2 separate regions of the Sus scrofa genome follow, and region 1 is linked to region 2. A link is a contact called in public Hi-C data. All regions are on one chromosome and are shown on one strand. The core of a region is the stretch at or near the end of the contact, and the rest is flanking DNA. Distances in the headings are between cores, read along the strand shown. Region 1 overlaps RXRG (retinoid X receptor gamma). Region 2 has its middle 51 kb from the start of LRRC52.

What was found. Hi-C and Micro-C count contacts between places; a contact is called where the count stands out from the background.
Region 1: a contact with region 2 is called in a Hi-C map of skeletal muscle, with 4 times the contacts expected there. The contact joins two enhancer-like sites. A contact is called at or near these places in 5 of 47 Hi-C or Micro-C datasets (heart right ventricle and skeletal muscle) and 1 of 2 datasets of contacts at active chromatin or transcription factors (skeletal muscle).

Annotation. Positions count from the first base shown.
Region 1 is chr4:85,349,699-85,354,861 of Sscrofa11.1, forward strand. It overlaps RXRG (retinoid X receptor gamma), which reads left to right. Exons shown (of 10, transcript NM_001130213.1): 9 at 49-154. Among named protein-coding and RNA genes, the nearest start is that of MIR9849, 18 kb to the left of the region's middle. Within about 2 kb of position 3,588, at least 13 of the 83 cell types and tissues checked have an H3K27ac peak or open chromatin away from gene starts, as enhancers often do. A contact at or near this core is called in skeletal muscle, where this site is marked.
Region 2 is chr4:85,254,164-85,258,758 of Sscrofa11.1, forward strand. It overlaps a transcript of RXRG not described here. Among named protein-coding and RNA genes, the nearest start is that of LRRC52, 51 kb to the left of the region's middle. Within about 2 kb of position 1,733, at least 3 of the 83 cell types and tissues checked have an H3K27ac peak or open chromatin away from gene starts, as enhancers often do. A contact at or near this core is called in skeletal muscle, where this site is marked.

The sequences.
Region 1 (5,163 bases), core at 2,338-4,837, 97 kb after region 2:
TCCAGTGGATGTGTGTAACCAGAGGTTAAATCAACCATTTTTTTTCAGATGCCAAGGGTCTGTCCAACCCCTCAGAGGTAGAGACTCTGCGAGAGAAGGTTTATGCCACCCTCGAGGCCTACACCAAGCAGAAGTATCCAGAACAACCGGGCAGGTGAGGAAATGCTGGGAATAATAGGAGCAACAGCAGTAGCGGGTCTGATTTGCCTGAATGAATGGTGACTAGGCAGATGTGGCCTAGGTTTTTTCAGATGTCATTTAATCTTCACAACAAGTTCAAAGCTACTCAAACAGTTGGCTTTGTGAAACTAGAGGTCTTGTCTCTCTGGCTCACCTACAGTTCACCACTCTGGCACCTGCAATTAACAAATAGTATTCATCACGGGAGTTCCTGTTGTGGTTCGTTACCATGGACCCGACTAGTAACCATGAGGATGCAGATTTGATCCCTGGCCTTGCCCAGTCGGCTAAGGATCTGGTGTTGCTATGAGTTGTAGTGTAGGTTAGCAGCTGTAGCTCTAATTCGACCCCTAGCCTGGGAACTTCTGTATGCAGCACATGTATTCCTAAAAAGAAAAAAGAAAAAAAAAAAAAAAACCCAAATCAAAAACAAATAGTATTCGTCTTTAAATGTGGAGTGAACATGCAAATGACCAAATGACTGTGGGAATCCTTATCCCTAGTTTTTGAAGAGGCGCCAAAGCTCAGAAAAGGTAAGGAGCTTGCCCAGAGTCACAGAGCTGGTACACGGATTGAGATGTGAATCCAAGCTTACTAGATCTCAAAGAGCTTGTACTTTTTTAGTGTGACTGCATTGCTTTCTGCTTTGTCCCCATGCAAGCCCTCCTGCAATAGAAATACAGGCTTTGGTCACCGGAAGAAGTGACCACTGGCCCTGAGGGTGCCATCTGCAGAGCCTCTGGCAAAGTGCTAGGTCTGGGCTCCTTATCTGAAAAAGAAGACATTGGTCAGAGGATGTCTGAGGCCATCTACCAGTTTTCCTCAGTCAATATAAAAAAAAAAAAAAGCAACCCTCAAATGTTTTCCCCAAAGCAGGGCTAAATAAAAGCTTTCATTTTCTACTAATGCTAGTTAAAAAGAGAGAATATGGGAGTTCCCATTGTGGCCCAGCAATAACAAACCCAGCTAGAACCCATGAGGACTTGGGTTCAATCCCTGGCCTCCATCAGTGGGTTAAGGACCCAGCATTGCTGTGAGCTGTGGTGTAGGTCTCAGATGTAGCGTGGATCCCACTTGCTGTGGCTATGGAATAGGGCAGCAGTTGCAGCTCCGATTTGACCCCTAGCCTGGGAACTTCCATATGCCATGGGTGTGGCCCTAAAAAAAAAAAAAAAAAAAAGAGAAAGAGAGAATATGATCCTTAAATTTCACAGAAAACTGATATGAAACTTGCAAAAAAAAAAAACTGCTTTAAAGGCATTAGTTTGTTTTTATTTTTTTTATTTTTGTGTGTGTGTGTCTTTTTTATTACTCAAATGAATTTATCACATCTGTAGTTGTATAATGATCATAACAATCTGATTTCACAGGATTTCCATCCCATAACCCAAGCACATCCCCCCACCCCTCAAACTGTCTCCTCCAGAGACCATAAGTTTTTCAATGTCTGTGAGTTGGCATCTGTTCTGCAAAGAAGTTCAGTCTGTCCTTTTTTCAGATTCCACATGTCAGTGAAAGCATTTGATGTTGGTGTCTCATTGTATGGCTGACTTCACTTAGATGATAGTTTCTAGGTCCATCCATGTTGCAAAAAATGCTGGTATTTCGTTTATTTTAATGGCTGAGTAATATTCCATTGTGTATATGTTCCACATCTTCTTGATCCACTCCTCTGTCGTTGGACATTTAGGTTGTTTCCATGTCTTGGCTATTGCAAATAGTGCTGAAATGAACATTGGAGTACATGTGTCTTTGTGAGTTGTGGTTTTCTCTGGATAGATGCCCAAGAGTGGGATTGTTCCTCAGAAAACTAAAAACAGAACTACCGTTTGTTTTTAGAATTATATATGCTCCCTATTCTCATTGATGATTTTTATCCCTCCATGAAGTCTAATTTCCACTAGCCCATTTTTCCTGGACCATAAGCCGCTATCTATCCATTGGCCAGAAGCTCTGTTTTTTATCAGAGGCAATGACTACATCTGAGTGAATGGGGTTCAGCCCCTTGGTACGATAAATGTTCAGGCCTTGTGTGGTAGGGAGAGGAAGTTGTGACAACAGCTTCCCAGTGTCAGTAGTTAACACACCACAGGTTTCTTTCGTTCTCACAAATCAGTCCTGGGTCATCAATCTAGAGCAGTGACTCTCTTCCACACCATCACTCAGGGACCAGCCTCCTTCCTTCTTGTGGTTCCACCACGTCCCCAGCCACATTGTGTTTTGCATCCTGATGATGGAAGGGAAGCTGGGGGCATGGAGGTGAGATTATATGGGCAGCACCTAGATCTGGAAAGGGCCCCCTCCCTTGAGTCTCCTCCATTGGCTAAGACTTGGTCATGTGGACCAGCCAGCCAGCTGCAAAGGAGACTGGAGAATGTATGCTGCTGGATGCCAAGGAAGAAGGGGAGAATGGGTTTTGGTGGACACCGGCAGTCTCTCCTCCAGCTGTAGTGGGAGGGATTGAAAGAGCTTTACCTAACCTGCAGGGCCAGGCCACCAGCATCAGCTCAGCCTCTGGCCAATGGGAGCTGACCCCAAGCCCTGTGCTGGATGATATCCACCGAGTCTCCCAGCTGTAAGGATAGTTTACACCTGTTCTTTGTGTGTGCACATATTGTGTGCCAGGCATTAGGGCTAAGAAGGCTCATACTCATCTTTTTCCTGAAACTGGCTCTAGGTACTGCTGTTTATCTCTTAAAGAAACAAAACTCTCTCTTTTTTTTTTTCTCATTGTAAAAGCCAAGCATGCTTTGGCAGGAAATAAGGAAAATATTTTTTAAAAAATAAAATGAGTAATAAAAATTAATTGTAAATTTTGGAGGTATATTTCTTTATAGTACCTTTAAGTACCAATGTATGTATACATAGAAATATGTATTTATAGATATGAAGCCATACAGGTTGGTGTATTTTTTCCCTCTGTTAGCTATTTTAGGCATTTTATCAGATGTTGAAAAGTATAAAATGCTTGTTTTCAAAGATCGCGTAGTATTTCACAGGGTGGAGGAATCCTAATGCATTTAGTCATTGCCCCGTGGTTGATATTTAGATTGTTTCTAATGAATATCACTTTAAAGACTGTGGAACTTGTCTGTTTTCCCAGGAAGGCGGCTGCCAGGGGTCTGGGCTGCCTCCAGGCATTAGGGAGAGATGCCAACACTTGTTGCCTGGCCTCAGGCAGAGCCTGGAAGTTCAGGGAGGGCTGCAGAGACTGGCCTCTGCATGACTCCTAGGTGTGTCCAGTACAGCCTGGACAGAGGGTGACCACCCTGAGGTTGAGCAGGTCCCTCAGGGATGTCACCTGGCTCAACCAGGCAGGCAAGTGTGCCGAAGGTGGTCATCTCTGGTTTGCAGAAAGTGGTTAAAGGAGTTGCAGGCACAAAGGGCCCGCCAAGGCCATTTTCTCAGTGGTGAAGGGCTGCCCCTCCGTGGAGACTTTTCAGAAGTGCACCTCCGGGGTGAGTGAGTGCTGCTTCCTCCAGTCAAAAAAGCAGAGATCAAACCCAGGAGGGGGCGGAGCTTGCGACAACCTTCTCTCCCGGCCGGGGGGCGGGCAGAACAGGTGCTTTCACAGGCTTCGAGTCCCCCTCGCTGCCAACCCTGTGAATGAGGAATGTAGCAGCTCTGACTATTAGTGGGTGTGTTTATAGTCCTGACCTCAGCTTCTAAACCCGGGAAGGCCAGCAAAGAGTGGTGTTAGAGCATGGTTAGCTTTTTACACGTTGTAAAACTTTGGCCTTTCTGGAGTGAAAAAAATTCACCCTTGGAGCTCATCTCGGCCAAACTTCTCACTTTACAGAGAAGCCATTTCCTTTGCCTAAGTCTATAAAACTCTCACAGCAGAGTCACGATTAGGAGTTCAGTCTCCTGATTCTTTATCTAACAGCCTCTTCCCTGCACAGTGATACTATTCAGATGCACTCAGAGGTTTACATTAACATTTTTGAAGGTTTGTGTTGGCTTTGGTATAGACCTTTAATTTTTCCACGTAAGGAAGTAATTCTTACCTTTTGAGGTGGTGCCTCTTTCTCTTTCTTTCTTTCTTTCTTTCTTTCTTTCTTTCTTTCTTTCTTTCTTTCTTTCTTTTTGTCACATTTCTTTAAACCTTGGTGCAGTGTGAATATAGACCTATACCCATTCTCAAGGGGTATTAAAAGTCCAATCTGAAAACTTTGCATGAAATAATGTCATGACATCCAATGAAGATCCAGCCCCACGGGGAGTTGCTGGTTTAAGGCCTTAGTAACTAGCAGGATTTCGGCTTTTGTACTTCTTATTGGAAGTTGTGAGTACAGTTGTTTGATTTCCAGTCATTATCATGAATAACATTAAAAATGATCTTCATTGGCAAAAAGGATTTTGAGAGAAGAAGGATCAGAGAAACAGGTTGGAAATGTGGCAGATCGAGGTGCCTGAGTGTAGGTGTGAAGCTGATTCCTTCACACACGAGTCTCTCTCCCTTTGGTGAGTCTCACAGCTAAGGTCCTTAGTTATAGAAGAGTGTGTATACACATGCATGTATGTGAGAGTGTGGGAGGGCAGGTGAGAATGGAGGAGGGGAGTGACTCAGCAGTAATGAACCTGACTAGCATCCACGAGGATTCAGGTTTGATCTCCGCTTCACTCAGGGGTTAAGGATCCAGCCTGGTTGTGAGCTGTGATATAGGTCATAGACACGGCTCAGATCCTGCATTGCTGTGGTAGTGGTGTAGGCCAGCAGCTGCAGCTCCAATTCGACCCCTGGCCTGGAAACTTCCATATGCTGCAGGTTCGGCCCTAAAAAAAAAAGACAGAGAGAGAGAGAGCGGGAGAGAATAGAGAAGAATGTGTGTGTAAAACATACATGTGTGAACATGTGCAAGCTCATGTGTGAGGGTGGTAAGCGTGTAAGTGAACTGTGTGCATGTGTGTGTATATGTGAGAGTGGTGAGGCTTGTGTGTACACATGTGTGGGAGGCATGTGTGAGTGTGTGTGCATGCACT
Region 2 (4,595 bases), core at 483-2,982:
TGTTTACTGGGTGAAAATGAGGTGATGAGCTTTCCTCTATATAGTTTTAGGGTATCATACATGAGACCAAATATAGTGCGCATTTCCTTTCATGAAGCCTAACTTGTCGACCTATGAAAGACAGGAGGCAGAAAACTAATAAAAGTAATGACAAGTAACATATTGGGCACTTTCCATAGGCTAGACACTGTTCTAAAAGCTTTCTGTAAATTAGATCATTTAATCCTCACAACCACCTTATTATAGTCATCCACATTTTACAGATGGAAAAATGGAGGCACAGAGATCATATACAAAATAAATGTATAATGTGGAACTGGGATTGGAACTCAGACTGCTTGGGTCCAAAGTCTATGCTTTCTAATATTTCTTATATATAATTACTCATCTTTGCTGAGTTCCTACTATGTACCAAACATCATGCCAACTATGCTTTCCCTTAAGTATCTCATTTAACCCTGATAGTAGTCTGTCTGGGTGGAGATTGGTTCACTCATTCATCCTTTTTCAACTAATATTTGTTGAGCTTATTTTTGTTCAAGAATTATAATGTTTTTACAGATGAAGGAGGGTGAGAGTTTAGACCAGAATAGTAGCCGTGAACATGGAAAATGGAAATGAGAGGCAAGATTCAAGAAAAAATTTTGCAGTAAAAACATCAGACCATGTGATTGATTTGACATGATAAATGTGGAAAATGAAGTAGTCAAGGATGATGCTGAGATTTTTTTTACCTGAGGAACTGGATGGATGGTAATCCACCAATCAAAAGCAAGACTACAACAGAATAACCATCATTAAAAAGTCTGCAAATAACAAATGCTGGAGAGGGTGTGGAGAAAAGGGAACACTCCTGCACTGTTAGTGGGAATGTCAATTGGTGCAGCCACGATGGAGAAGAATATGGAGATTCTTTAAAAAACTAAAAATTGAGTTGCCATATCATCCAGCAATCCCACTCCTGGGCATATATTTGGAGAAAACCATAATTTGAAAAGATACATGTGTCCCAATATTCACTGCAGCACTATTTTACAATAGCCAAGACATAGAAGTAGCCTAAAGGTCTATCGATAAAGAAGATGTGGTATATAAATACAATGGAATACTTTTCAGCCATAAAGAAGAATTAAATAATGCCATTTGTAGCAACATGGATGAACCTGGAGATTATCATACTGAGTGAAGTAAATCAGAGCAAGACAAATATCATATGGTATCACTTATATGTGGAATCTATAAAGCAAATACTCAGAGACATAGAAAACAAACTTATGGTTACTAAAGGGGAAAGGAGGGAGAGGGATAAATGAGAAATTTGGGATTGAAAGATTCATAATACTGCATATAAAATAAACAAGGACCTACTCTATAGCACAGGAAACCATATTCAATATCTTATTGTAAACCATAATGGAAAAGAATCTGAAAAGGATTTTATATTTATATCTATATGTATGACTGAGTCACTGTGCCATATACCTAAAACACTGTAAATCAGCTGTACTTCAATTAATTAAACAGCTGCAATTTCTCAAGAACCTCCTGTGTTTCGGCATTCACGTTGCCATAATCCTTACGGTACTACTGTGAAGTAAGTGGCCTTTCCCCATCTTACAGTGGAAGAGACTGAGGATCAGAAAGTTGCGTAACTTGCTTAAGTGAGAAGGCAGAGGACTTGGGAAGTGAACCAAGGTTAGTCTTACGTCAACTCCCACGCTCTTCACCAGCGAGCTACACAGCTGGACCATGCCAATAGCGCAGTGTCTGCAGGCATCCAGCATTCTAGTCCGGTTTGTAAAGTCACCAGTTTCTGCTCCCCGCCTGTGACCTAGTGCTATTCCTGGCCTCTGTATTTCTTGGGGGTGCTTCATCTCCTGTGTTACCAGGGTGGGCCTGGCCTGGAAGTAAGACTTGCTCACTCTTCTTGAGGGTTGGAGATTCCTCTGGACATTTTCCCTGGGCGGAGGAGGGGTGGGGCCGGGGTAAGGATATAGTGGGTGACAGCTGGTGTAGTAGTTTGATAGCAGGCACACTAACTGACCTGCTTAGTGGGACATATTTAAATCTGTTCCTGACCTTTCCCCAGGCACTCTGCTTCCATCTTATATCTTGTTTCTCCTTCTGGTGTGAAGGATCTAGACCAGTTTAATGAATAATGACAAAACTCAAGAAATGTTCTTAGTAAGTCAGATTTTTATCTTGAGAATGGGGAGGATGTGGGGAGGCAGAAACACTAGGTGAATCCCATGTAAAGACCCAGGTGGCCCCTCTCACTTTTTCACACAGAAAATCTCCTTGGAAACCACAGTTTTGCAAAGCTACTTGAAAATGCAAAATTCTCTAAGCTATAAAATTTACTCCACTAGAATCAATCTAAGCCCTTGAGCCAGAGATGCAGGTTTTTGCCAGATGTGGTTTCCCCTTGCCATGTCAGCCTTCAGGTGGAAAAGCACTTGTTTAGTATTGAGAAGCTGTGTGAGAAGCTGTAGCAGAAAAGGGGTGCAGGTTGGAGCAATTAACTCTACAGTTCAGCCTACAAACCTGGATCTTTACTGCCCAGAGTGTCTAGATGTAACTACATTTATCCTGGTTTTTAATTGTGTGATTTCTCAGTGTCCAGAAATTTAGTTCAGTTCAAAATTTTTATTTAACTACTTGCTTTTTGGAACTGGCCTTGAACTAGTGATTCCTTCATTTTTTATTTTATTTTATTTTTCCTTTTTCTTTCCTGTTGCTTTGTTCTCCACAGGGTGTTGAAATGCAATGTGGAAGCCATCCTTTGAGGGCTTCCAGGATGGCTCTGGTTGTGGGAGCATAGTGACCTTGGGAGGTTGAGATGGACTCAGTTCTCCTGACATCATGTGGCTGGAGAAGCTCCAGCTCCCGAATTTTATCATGTTCTTTCACACTGGTGGTTCCACCAGCCCATGGGAAATTGGACTTAGGCGAGGCCACCTGGCAAAGAATCCAAACTGAAATAGGGATCAGCCCTTGAAGGCTGCGCTGTGAAAATGTACGTGGGCCCACAGCCCAGATGCCTAGAGGACACTGGGAAGGGTGGAAATGGGATCAAGGAAACTTTCAGCCACATGCTGAAAACACCATTTATTCAACTGGCTGTTCTTTATAGGCACTGAGGCTGGACTATGACAAGGACTCCTGAACATCTTCTCAGGTCCTTTAAAAATGTCAGAGGCACAGCATATCCAGGAACCAATTTTGAAAGCTGTTTTTCGTTTTTTGCTTGACAGATTTTTTTTGGCCACATCCACAGCATGCAGAAGTTCTCAGGGCAGGGACTGAAGCTGCTCCATAGCAGTGAGCTGAGCGACACCAGTGGCTATCTCAGATCCCTAACTGCTAGGCCTCCAGGGAACTTGAGATTTTTAAAAAAGAAACTATGGCCCTTTGATGAGGCAAAGTAGCTAGCTTTGAGTGTGCTTCAGGGATGGATGTACCAATCATTGACTACTTACCTCTTCTAATAGCTCAGACACTCCTGGAAGCTGGGCCTCTTAAGCCCAAGGGAAGGCTGGAGCTAGAAATGGACCATCAGGATCATCATTGCTCTGGTTCTCAATTTAGTCCCACATTGGAATCCCTTGGGGATACTCTAGAAATACTGGTGGCCAGGCCCCATTCCAGATCAATCAAATCAGAATGCCTGGGGGAGCCACCTCGACACAGGTATATTTTAACACCTTCCTAAGCATTCTGCCACACAGCTGAGGTTAAGAAACACCAAGCTGGATGAGTTTCCATCTGAAGAAATTGAGGCTCAGAGAGATGGAAGATCTTGCCCAAATCAGGTAGCTAGTTCGTGTCAAAACCATGTGCAGTTGCCTATAAGCCATCTGTTTACCAATTAATGACTGCATTGGACGTCAGCAGATAGCCATGGAAACTTACTGTTTTTCATCCAGCCCCCCATATTGCCACACTGCAATGAAAATTCATAACCATGCTTACCAACAATACCCTTTAATCACAGTTCCTAGACAAGACTTCACGGTGTTCTGGTGTTCTCTGTTTGAAAAGTCTGAATTTCTTCTTAAAAAAAGGGAGAATCTAGGATGCAAATTTCAAGCCCTTTTAGAGAAGTTGCCTTATCTAGACTAATCATCTTCGACCCTGGCCATATCAGACTTAGCTGGAGAATTTAAAAACATAGTGTTGTTTGGGCCCCACCCCAAAGACTCTGATATAATTAGTCTGAGATGGGGGCAAAGCATGAACGTTTGCAAATACTCCTCAGCTGAGTCTCCCATGCAGCTTGGGTTGAGAACCACAGCACCTGATTATAAAAGAGGTGTCTGGGAGTTCCCGTCCTGGTACAGCAGAAACGAATTGACTAGGAACCATGAGGTTGCGGGTTCAATCCCTGGCCTCGCTCAGTGGGTCAAGGATCAGTGTTGCTGTGAGCTATGGTGTAGGTCGCAGACATGGCTTGGGTCCCATTTGCTGTGGTTGTGGTGTAGGCCGGCAGCTGTAGCTCCGATTAGACTACTAGCCTGGGAACCTCCATATGCCGTGGGTGCGGCCCTAAGAAGCAAAAAAAAAAAAAAAAAAAAAAAAAAGAGGGAAAGTAAGTA